Linked DNA regions of Sus scrofa: region 2 is linked to region 1. A link is a contact called in public targeted proximity ligation data. All regions are on one chromosome and are shown on one strand. The core of a region is the stretch at or near the end of the contact, and the rest is flanking DNA. Distances in the headings are between cores, read along the strand shown.

Region 1 (5,547 bases), core at 2,833-5,332:
GCCGGCCTTCGCCACAGCCACAGCAATGCCAGATCCGAGCCGTGTCTGCAGACTACACCTCGGCTCACAGCAACGCCAGATCCTTAACCCACTGAGAGAGGCCAGGGGTCGAACCCACATCCTCATGGATACTAGTCGGGTTTGTTACCACTCAGCCACAATGGGAACTCCAAATTCTTCATTGTTTTGGATTAGGCAATGGTTCCTTAAATATGACAGCAAAAGCACAAATAATAAAATTTTTAAAGATAGTTAAAAACTTTTGGGCAAAGGATGCTATCAAGAAAATGAAAAGACAACCTACAAAATGAAAGAAAATATTTGGAGGCGTTCCCATTATGGCTCAGTGGTAACAAAGCCAACCAGTATCCATGAGGATACAAGTTTGATCCCTGGCATTGCTCAGTGGGTTAAGGATCTGGCATTGCTGTGAGCTGTGGTGTAGGTCAAAGACACGGCTCAGTTCCCACATTGCTGTGGCTGTGGCACAGACCAGCAGCGGTAGCTCCAATTTGACTCCTAGCCTGAGAACTTCCAGATGCCGTGGGTGCGGCCCTAAAAAGCCAAAAAAGAAAAAAGAGAAAAAAAAAAAAAGACAGAAGAAAATATTTGCAAATGATGTATTTGATAAAGATCTAGTATCCAGAATAAAAAACTCTATCGATTCAACAAAAAGACAAAGCAATTAATAGACATTCCTCTAAAGAAGATATTCGAATAGCCAAGAAGCACGTGAAAAGATACTCCACATCGTCAGTCATTAGGGAAATGCAAATCGAAACCACAATAAGATATTACCTCATATGCATATTTACATATGTAATTACATATTACACATGTAACAGTAACTTTTAAAAAACGGAAAACAGCACATGTTGGCTAAGATGTGGACAAACTGGAACCCTCCAACAGCGCTGGTGGGATGGTAAAATTACGCAGCTCCTGTGGAACAGTTTAGCATGTTCCTTAAAATTTAAACACAGAATTCCACATGACCCAGCATTTCTATTCCTAGGTATATACTCAAGAGCACTGCTGTGGTCACACAACAGCAGCATTATTCACAATAGCCAAACAATGGGAACAACCCAAACATTCCTCAACTAATGAATGGATAAGTAAAATGGACCTTATTCATACAATGAAATATTAGTCTGCCAGAAAAAGGAGTGGAGTATTGGTGCCTAAGCATGAATAAACCTTAAAAATATTATGCCAAGGGAGAGCCAGACACGAAAGGCTGCATATTGTACGATTCCACGAAATGACCTTAATAATAAGCAAAGTCATAGACAAAGAGCAGATTAGCCGCTGGCAGGGCGAGAGGGAGGGGAATGGAGCGTGACTGCTTAATGGGTATTGGGTTTCTTTTCGGGGTGATGAAAACATTCTGGGCTTAGCGGTAATGGTTGTACAGTACTGGTCATGTACTAAAAGCCACTGATTCATACACAGTAAATTTTACTTCAATTAAAAAAAAAAAAAAGAATGAAGCAGCTCCATATATACGGATACGGGAAGCTCTCCAAGAGGCATTATTTAGTGAAAAAAACAACACAATACGGTCTCCCTTAAAAAGGGGGGCTGTGGGTAGGGGCAGGGCCGAGGAAGGACGTACACATAAGCATTTAAATCTAATGAATCTTTGTAAAAATTCACAAGAAATCATTACTGATGAACTGTCTCTGGGGAGGAGAACTTGAGCACAAGGGAAGGTGTGAAGAAGCTTCCTTTTCAAAATCAGCTATCCTGTTTTTTTTTTTTTTTTTTTTTTTTTTTTTTTTTTTTGCTTTTTAGGGCTGCACCCATGGCATATGTTAAGTTCCTATAGGCTAGGGGTCAAATAGGAGCTCAGCTGCCGGCCTATACCACAGTCGCAGCAACGCAGGATCCAAGCCACGTCTGCAACTTACACCACAGCTCATGGCAACACCAGATCCTTAACCCACTGAGTGAGGCTAGGGATCGAACTTGCATCCTCATGGACACTAGTCAGGTTCATTACCACTGAGCCACGGCAGGAACTCCAAATTTTTTAGCAACTAAGTATGTTTAAATTAAGGCATGTACAGTGCTTATGTAGAGCTAATGCTATTGCATACTTAATAAACTCACGGATGCCGGTTGGGTTCATGAACCACTGAGCCATGACGGGAACTGCCGATCTTATACAATTTAAAAGTGCATCGTGTACACATTACCTCCCCCCAAAAGAACCCCAAATTAACTTTCAAAACAAATAAATATTTACATAAAGGGGTGGTTTCATCATGAAAATATGCTCATGGGAAGGTCGCTGATCCACGCTAGGGGGAAAAACACTGGGAATGAGATTCTACATGGGGTTATCTAACCGATATTGGAATAGTTTTCCCAAAGAGTGTCATTCCCCAAACAGAAGATTGCAGAAACTGCGTGATGCTTGCAGGAGAAAATGAAAGGCTGTCTGAGTGTGTGACCACAGGCCACTCCTGCGAGCCATCCTCAAAACCCTGACTCCCTGGGGGCTAGCCCTGGGTTCCTTCCTCCCACTAAAGATCTCTCCAGACTGGGACCTTGGGGCAGGTAAAGGAGTTCTCCGTGTCGACAAGAGCCTTGGGAGTGCGCTGGTGGCACGGCAGGTAAAGGAGCCGGCACTGTCACTGCTGTGGTGCGCGTTCCATCCTTGACCTGGGAACTTCCGTATGCGGTGGGTTCGGCAAAAAAAAAAAAAAAGCCTTGAAACCCCTTTTCCGAAGAAAGACAGAGATTGTATGAAACACTCATGGTTACAGTTATAGTCCAGAGGCCTATTTTCAATTTTCTCTTGACTCTGAAGATTGTCCGACTGTATCACTAGCCCCCAAATTCAACCTACTGCTTTAGTTCACGGCTCATGAGTCTCCAGGTACATTTATCGGTGTCAGACAAAAAGTGCGAGCGCATCCTTCACCACCTACCACCTAGGACAGCTTGCTGGCCCCACACTCCCTTGGACTCATGGCTGTTTCCCACTTCTGTCAGATTGCCACCAAAGCCATCTCTCCCGACCTGTAAGGTCATCACAGAGGCCACTAGTGATTCTGGCTACAACGGCAGAGCCTCTGGGGGCAGCTGGGCGGGCGGGCAAGCCGGTCCTTCCTGCCCTGCTTCTTTATTTCCAGGGCAGAAAAAAATAACAAACCTGGAAGCCCCATGCAGCAGGGGCTTTTGTAATCGGTGACTTCATTTAAGGAAGTCTTCTATGAAACCTCTGAAAAGCACCTAAATTTAGATTGAAGTCTTTCACCATCAATGCCAGCCTCTTCAGCTCGGGAACCCACACGCCCAGCAGCATAGTGCGGTGGGGGCGGGCACAACTTCCCGACATATAAATGCGCCCTCACGGAGAGAAGTGAAGCTGGCACCGTTCAGCCCAAAGACATTTTCTAGAATACCACCACCATCGCAATTCCCCACAAAGGGGCAGCGGCTACAAAAACGTCGAGGCAAAGAAACAGTGCAATAAGGGAGACAGGTCTTCTTCACGGGTAAGACAGCAAGGAACTGCCCCAGGGACTAGGATGCCTGGAACCATATCTGCTGGCATCGAGGTACTGAAATCAACATACTGTCTAAAAAAAGAGTTCTCCAACCCTGAGTCAGACAGGAAGGAAAAGCCCCCTACTTACTTACCAGTACCATGTCCCCAACACCTTACTCTTCCCACATGTGTCAACTTAGACCTTGAACTCTAAGATGATAAGAGTCACAGGGAAGGGAAAAAAAAAAACAAAAAAACCCCACAACTGGTGTGACTTGAGATGAACGACCAGTAGCAGGGAGCTAAGGCTCTTTTCCATGCCTTTTTTTTTTTTTTAACCTTGAAGAGCAAGGCTGAGCCATGTTAAAGTGAATCTTACCCAATGTTCCATTCCCAAAATAAAATTAAAATATTATATTTAATTTTAAAATTAACATGTAACCGCCTCATCCTACTTCATACGCCAAAACTGGTTCTATTTTGCAAGCCCCATCTCCAGACAGATTTCAGCAGATAACTGGGTAAGAGACGGACGGGGAGTGAGACTTCCTCTGTGCCTCCAGACTCGCATCCTCCTCTGCTCCCCACCCCCAATCAGCTGGGAAACATTCCCAGATTCTTCTCAGGCTTGGTTTGGAAGTAAAGCTCAGCCTTGATAAACACTCAACCCAGGAAATGCTTGGGATCGCAGCCCACTTAGAAGGCTCAGTGTGTCCTTTCCCAGGAGGTCTCTCCTCAAGCTCCACTCGACAGGCGGTGTGCGGGTTTCACATTTTCACCGAGACCTCCTGGCACACGGCTGAGATACAATCAGGCTGGAAACTGTACAAATGTACAAATGGTGGAAGGAGGCGCCACACCCAAGGAGAGCTCCTCAGACTTCAGGAAAAAGGGTCCAAGAGAGCTCCCAGCAGAATCGGGGGACAGGGAGGGAACGGAGTCCCCACCATCTGTGCCAATGGGCATGTTTCCTTTATGGTGTCCCCTAAGCAGCGGCGGCGTGACAGGACACGATGACAATACTAGCATGACCCGGTTTTCGTATTTCTGAAATGCTCAAGTCCTGGTCCCTGCACTCCTAAATAAAAGGCGGACTCCGTCACACTGGCAAGGACCACACATCCTTTTTACACAACCATAATTCCACTTCGTTTCTCTCGTGTTTGCTTTCAGCCACCTCTCGTGCTGTGTTTGGGTCTCTAAGGCCCAACAATGATCTGTACTAGCAAACTCTCTTCTCACCTTGGTTCACACATCAAAGACAGACGACGTGCGACCATAGAACGCTCCACCTCAAAGTGACAACTGGCTTCATGACACTGAGTGGAATGTCAAGTTCCTCCACAGAGAGAGGGTGGCGGGGAGACCCCAGGACCAAACCGAATAGAAAAACAACCGGGAGTGAGCCTAACCCCAAACCTTCCATTGTGAGCTTTTGGAAGTCACCAAAATTTTACTTTTTTTAATGGAATCATAGTAACAGAGTAATTTCAGTAATATATGTGTGATAAATAATAATTAGGCACCATTTATTCTGCTGTTTAGGAAATAATCAATAGGGGTGTAGGCCTCATAGAAAACAGCTAATCAAAAATAAGCCGTAGGTTGGTAAGAGGTGGTGGAAATTCGGGGAGAATGAATCCCCCCTTTCCTTTTTATACCGTTAGGTATCTGTGCCACAATAACGCTGGCACCACTTCCCCTCCAACATAACAACCCTTGACGTGACTGCTTCCTGGGAAGGCTGACTGAATGTGAGAACTCCTTGCAGAATGATGTTTAACAAAGACTTTAACTTGGAGACAAAAAGGCAAAGAACTGGATTCAGATACACTATCGACATATAACGTAAGTTGCAAAGCCACAAAGCAACCACACCTGAGTCCACCTGCAGGACCCTCGGTGAAGGCTTAGGCAAGGGAGCCCGACCAGAGGCTGGGCTCCTGGCTGCTCCACTTCTTCCCTGCAGCCACTTCAGGACGTGGGTCCTGTCTGAGGTTTACAGATGAAAGGCACGACTTGCCCAAGGCCACTGGTATGTGGCA
Region 2 (6,087 bases), core at 2,287-4,786, 190 kb after region 1:
GTTTCCATTTCTTGGCTATTGTGAACTACAATAAACACGGAAGTACATATAAAAAAGAAGAAAGAGGACTTCCTGTCTTGGCACAGCTGAAATGAATCCGACTGGGAGCCATGAGGTTGCAGGTTTGCTCCCTGGCCTCGTTCAGTGGGTTGGGGATCCAGTGTTGCCAAGAGCTGTGGTGTAGGTCACAGACGCGGCTCGGCTCTGGCATTGCTGTGGTTCTGGCGTAGGCCGGCAGCTACGGCTCTCACTGGACCCCTAGCCTGGGAACCTCCATGTGCTGCGGGTGCGGCCCTAGAAAGACAAAAGGGGGGAACTAAAGAAGACTCTATAGAAAAGAAATTTCACATTTCAGGAAGGACATTTGACTTGAGATCAAGTCTCTCAGCTCCTGGACAATAGAACATGACTGGTTTGTTGTTATTGTTGTTAGTATTTTGTCTTTTTAGGGCCTTACCTATGGCTTATGGAGTCCCCAGGCTAGGGGTCGAATCAGAGCTGCAGCTGCTGGCCTGTGCCACAGCCACAGCAATGTCAGATCCGAGCTGCATATGTGACCTACGATGCAGCTTGTGGCAACGCAGGATCCTTAACCCACTGAGAGAGGCCAGGTCGAAGCCACGTCCTCAAGGATACTGTGTTGGTTCTTAACCTGCTGAACCACAACAGAACTGTCGGAACCTGGTTGGTTTTTAATTGGCAGTTTAGGGGTAGAAATTGAATTAGGCCGGAATAATGACTGATCTTAGACATAAATGTTTTGAGTGGTAGAGTCAGACTCACATCCAGTAAGTTCTGCTAATTTATTGATTTCTCTGAAAAATAAAAAAGAATTCTCAGGAGTTCCCGTTGTGACACAGCGGGAAATGAATCCAGCTAGGCTCCATGAGGATTCGATCCCCGGCCTTGCTCAGTGGGTTAAGGATCCATTGTTGCCATGAGCTGTGGTGTAGGTCATAGTTGTGGCTCAGATCCCAAGTGGCTGTGGCTGTGGCTGTGGCCAGCAGCTGTAGCTCCTGTTTGACCCCTAACCTGGGAACTTCCATATGCCGTGGGTGGGGCACTAAAAAGCAAAAAGAAAAAAAAAAAAGAAAAGAAAGAATTTTCAGCTGCACGGGGGACTTGGGAAATTAAACTATTTTATAACTCAAACTTAACCCAAAATGAAGTAACATGATTTGTCATTGAATATTTGTAATGAGAATACAAGCAATTTCAAACCTCAATTTGTACTTCAAAGGTTAGAATCACACCTAATCAGAAACTCTAGGGGGGACGGTACCAGAGTTAATCCATAAATATACTTACTCTTGAGGATCCCCTGGCAGCCAAAATGTTCAGAACCAGCTGCTCTGATGCGAATGTCCAAGCCTGAAGGACAGGAGAGCAAAGGGGCCTCTGGCCGTCCCGCTTCCTCCCTCCTTTAGAAAGGCACCCTCTCTGGCAGAGGGCCGGCAGCCAGAGAGCTCGAGTAAATGTTTTCGCCTGACACACTTCTGTGGGTCATTGATAAGTGGATGAACTAGTGGCTTTTCTCCTTTCATAGGTGGGTGAGCAAGCACATTAAAAAGCCGATTCGCTCCACGGTCCTCAGCTTGGACTGGCATCCCAACAATGTCTTGCTGGCGGCAGGATCCTGTGACTTCAAATGCAGGTGAGGACAAGGGAGGGCCGGGAGACGGCCGGGAGCTGTCCCCTGTCCATCTTTCCCCAGGGGTCTTGGAGGTTCCTTTTCTTTGTAAGGCCCTGTGCTAGGACTCAGGTGGAAGGAGCCTGTGATCTAGAAAAGAACTAAAGCAAGTGCAGAAAAAGGACTAGCAGGGGCTGCCAGGACGGAGCCAGGGCGTCTGCTCCGGCAGGACAGCCAGGGTCTGGATGCGGTGTGGTGTCCGCGCCCCCCCACCCCCCACCCCCAACCAGAGTTCTTTCTCATTTCATGACCCAGGCCGCAGACTCCAGAGGGGAACGAAGATGAGCACAGCAGAGCTGAGCAGTGCTCTGCTCTTCCTCGCACAGCCCTTTACCAAGAGCTGTAAGGGTCATACAGTGTAACTGCTTTCTAAAGCCGTTCTCTATCACAAAGGCTTCTTTTCCACTTCGGGGGAGAAGAAGCAGGTGGATGTTGCTTTATGTTGCCCCTGAGGTGGGCTGGAAAATGGGAACATCTTTCTTCAGGAAGCTCTGTGCAGAAGTTCCAGACACCCTGGCTGGTGATTTATATTCTAATACCCAAGGGGGTGTTTGGTTTGGCTTTTTTTTTTAAGGGATATTTATGGGATTTTGGTTGTGAGATGGGGGTACAGTAATGTCAAAGTAATTTTTGGAAAAAGGCTGGTTCTTCTATTTGAAGACCAGGGTAACAGTAAAGATGGTTTCATAAGCGCGAGTTTCGTTGCTTGTGATGTGTTACCCAGAGTCGGTCTAGCTCCCCGAGAAGATGGAACTAAGTGGTACTTCACCACGTCACCTGGATTGGCAGGCTGTGTCTAAAAATTTCTTGTACGAATAGCATAGAATTCCAGAATAAACTTGGCTTTGACGGGGTCCTGTGGGTTAGGGTCTCTTCTGTTTGAACTCGCCGGTTGGCACCTGAGAACCACCCGCTCTGTCCCAGCTTCTGATGAGTAAGCAGTGGCCATCGTGATGCGCATTTGAAACGCAGTGATTCTGGGGTCGCATCGTCTAACTTACACGTGACTCACAGTGTCCTTCACCCCACCACTGCCCTGCTCTTCAAGAGCTGCTGCCACCATTGTCATTGTAAGGGGAAAATATTCCAGATTGTTTGCAGAGTCTTGAAGGTTCACAAGTTTTTGAAGAGACACTGTGTAAAGAAATAGCCTTGGAGGGCCAAAGGGACTGAAAGGACCCATTTCCAGCTGTTCTGTATCCCTTCTGCTTCCCAGCTCTGGGTCAGTATCTGCACACACAGCTTTATGGAATTAGAGAAGGAGCCCTATGACCCCAGGCTGTAAAGGACCCACCTTCATTCCAGGCTAGACCTGCCACCAAGGCTGGACAGTGGGCCGGGGTGACACTAGGGAGCGCCTGCTCACTCTTTGCACTGGCCTCCCTTGGCTTCTTCTTTGGCTCTTCCTTCCCTCTTCCCTTCCTCTCTCTTTCTTTCTTTTTTTGATTTTTAGGGCGACACCCACAGCGTATGGAAGTTCCCAGGCTAGTTCCCAGGGGTCGAATCTGAGCTGCAGCTGCTGGCCTACACCACAGCTCACAGCAACACCAGATTTTTAACCCACTGAATGAGGCCAGGGATCGAACCCGCATCCTCATGGATACTAGTCAAGTTCTTTACCGCTGAGCCACAGGGGAACTCTTATCCCTTTCTTTCTTGAAATGAGTTAATAGCATCGGTTATTGCAGGGTGGCAAATGGTTCCTCTCCCACCTTTTTTTTTTTTTCGACAGCACCCACAGCGTACAGAAATTCCAGAGCCAGGGATTGAGTCTGAGCCACAGCTGTGGCAACATCAGCTCCTTAACCCACTGCACCACTCCCCTCCTACCATTTGACTCATGGGCTTCCTGGCCTACTGTGTTGAGAATGATGGTGAAATAGATGGGAAAGTACGCTGTGCTCATTCAGCAGAGTCTGCCGTGGGCGGGGGACGGGCAGGACAGCAAGGCATACCGTCCCCTGTCCCCTGCCTGCAGAATGCACTGTAGGAGGGAAGGCTTTTGTGTTCGTGGCTTCTAGAGCAGGGCCTGCTCATCACAGGCACTTGTGAATATCTATGGATGGAGTGTGTAATTTGCCAAACTCACAGGCAGCCCTTAGAACCCTTCTGTGTCTTAAGGGGTTTGTGCATCCAAACTTGTCATCAGGTTTTGCTTATGAGTCTTTGCATTTGGGGGATACCTTGCAGTAGCTTCCTATGGCCTCGTTCCTTTTTTTTTTTTTTTCTGGCCACAGCGTACAGTAGTTTGACATGGGATCAGTTCCCAGACCAGGGACCCAACCCAAATCACAGGGGTGAAAGCACTGAATCCCAATCATTAGACCACCAGGGAACTCCCTGGCCTATTTCTATAGAAAATAAATTTTCATTTGCTTTTTCCTTTTCTCCCCACCCTTAAATCATAGAGTGTTTTCTGCCTACATTAAAGAAGTGGATGAAAAGCCAGCCAGTACACCCTGGGGCAGCAAGATGCCTTTTGGTCAGCTGATGTCAGAGTTTGGTGGCAGTGGCACTGGTGGCTGGGTGCACGGGGTCAGCTTCTCTGCCAGCGGGAGCCGCCTGGCCTGGGTCAGCCACGACAGCACCGTGTCTGTTGCCGATGCCTCAAAGAGTGTGCAGTGAGTCTTTGCCTTTGTGTGGAGTTGGGTGGTGGGTTGGGGTCTCCACCAGTGGGCCTGGGGTTGCCCTTCCCCGAGTAAAAGCACAGGGCACAAGTGTAAAACCCCAAACCAGAGCTGCACGGCAGCCTCGAAAGTTACGGACGCATATTTTGATCGTCTCTTTGGGGAAGTTTTAAAGACTTCGGTCTCACTGGCAGAAACACTTTTGTGTGTGGTTTTGGCCACGCCCACAGCATGTGGACGTTCCGGACCAGGGATCGAACCCTAGCCACAGCAGTGACAACGCCGGATTCTTAACCGGCTGGGCCCCCAGGAACTCCAGAAACACTTCTTAAGGGAAGTACTGAGAGGAATTCCTTCTGGCTGGCTCCTGACCAGAGTTCCTTCAGATGCCAGTTTCGTCTCCCTGTGAATGCCGACAACACGTAAATGTCATCCACCAGCCTTAGGTCAGATAGGAGATGGGTTCTGACTCTGCGCACAGTGACTCCATTCATCTGGAGCATTATTCAGTGACACCTGACACCCTAGGAGCCGGTCCCTCTGGTGTGTGCGCTGGAGGAACTCCAGTCACAGTGACTCATTGTGAGGGAGGCACCTGCCCAGCCCTGAGGAGACCGTGGCGTCCTGTCAGACTTCAGGATTGCGTTCGCTTACCCTGGGCTGGGCTAGGGGGAGAGGGGACGACTGGGATCCTTTCCGTTTGTGAATCTTGGTTCTTTGCCGGTGAATCCTTTCCACTGGCAGCTGAAAGTAACCCACCTGTAGGAGTTCCCGTCGTGGCGCAATGGTTAACGAATCCAACCGGGAACCATGAGGTTGCGGGTTCGGTCCCTGCCCTTGCTCAGTGGGTTAAGGATCCAGTGTTGCTATGAGCTGTGGTGTAGGTTGCAGACGCGGCTCGGATCCCGCGCTGCTGTGGCTCTGGTGTAGGCCGGTGGCTACAGCTCCGATTCAACCCATAGCCTGGGAACCTCCATATGCCGCGGGAGCGGCCCAAGAAATAGCAAAAAGACAAAAAGACAGAAAAAAAAAAAAAAAAGATAACCCACCTGTAAAGGTTTCCCGACTTATCACACAGCGTGTAGGGAACCAGTCACATCTGACTCTTTCTGCCACACAGTGACAACAGAGTGACATTTCAGAAAGAATCTATTTTTCCTAACTGGATTGAACTAGGTTTTGTTGGGTTTTTTTTCCAGGGGAGGCACACCCCTGACATATGGAGATTCCCAGGCTAGGGGTCCAGTCGGAGCTACAGCTGCCGGCCTACACCACAGCTTACGGCAACGCCAGATCCTTAACCCGCTGAGCAAGGCCAGGAATCGAACCCACAGCCTCATGGTTCCTAATTGGATTCGTTTCCATTGCACCACAACAGGAACTCCCAGGTTTTATTTCTTTCTTTGTTTTTTTATTTGGCTGCTCCTGTGGCATGTGGAAGTTCCTGGGTCAGGAATCGAACCCAAGCCACAGTAGTGACAATGCTAAATCCTTAACCACTAGGCCACCAGGAAACTCCTTTTAAATTTTTTAAACACTCCCTATTATAAATGATGTAGTCTTCCAAAGATTTCTGTACACATATAGACACACATAAATCTTTCATTTTTAACTCAAATGGGATTTGTGCTCTACATTATGTACAGTAACCTGCTTGTTGTCATTCAGTAACGTTTTGATATCGTGGCTGTTTGATTTGCGTGCAGTTTACTGTAAAGCATAATGAGGTCTTAGCATGTGCTTATTACAAGGCCCTGTCTGTACTCAGGT

Evidence for each region.
Region 2: a targeted proximity ligation map of alveolar macrophages shows a contact between it and region 1. A contact is called at or near these places in 1 of 47 Hi-C or Micro-C datasets (embryonic fibroblasts) and 1 of 2 datasets of targeted methods (alveolar macrophages).

Annotation. Positions count from the first base shown.
Region 1 is chr3:6,118,184-6,123,730 of Sscrofa11.1, forward strand. All of the region lies in intron 1 of SMURF1 (E3 ubiquitin-protein ligase SMURF1), which reads right to left. Among named protein-coding and RNA genes, the nearest start is that of SMURF1, 22 kb to the right of the region's middle.
Region 2 is chr3:6,310,300-6,316,386 of Sscrofa11.1, forward strand. ARPC1A (actin related protein 2/3 complex subunit 1A) reads left to right here. Exons shown (of 9, transcript NM_001134355.1): 4 at 1,547-1,654; 5 at 4,099-4,311. Among named protein-coding and RNA genes, the nearest start is that of ARPC1A, 12 kb to the left of the region's middle.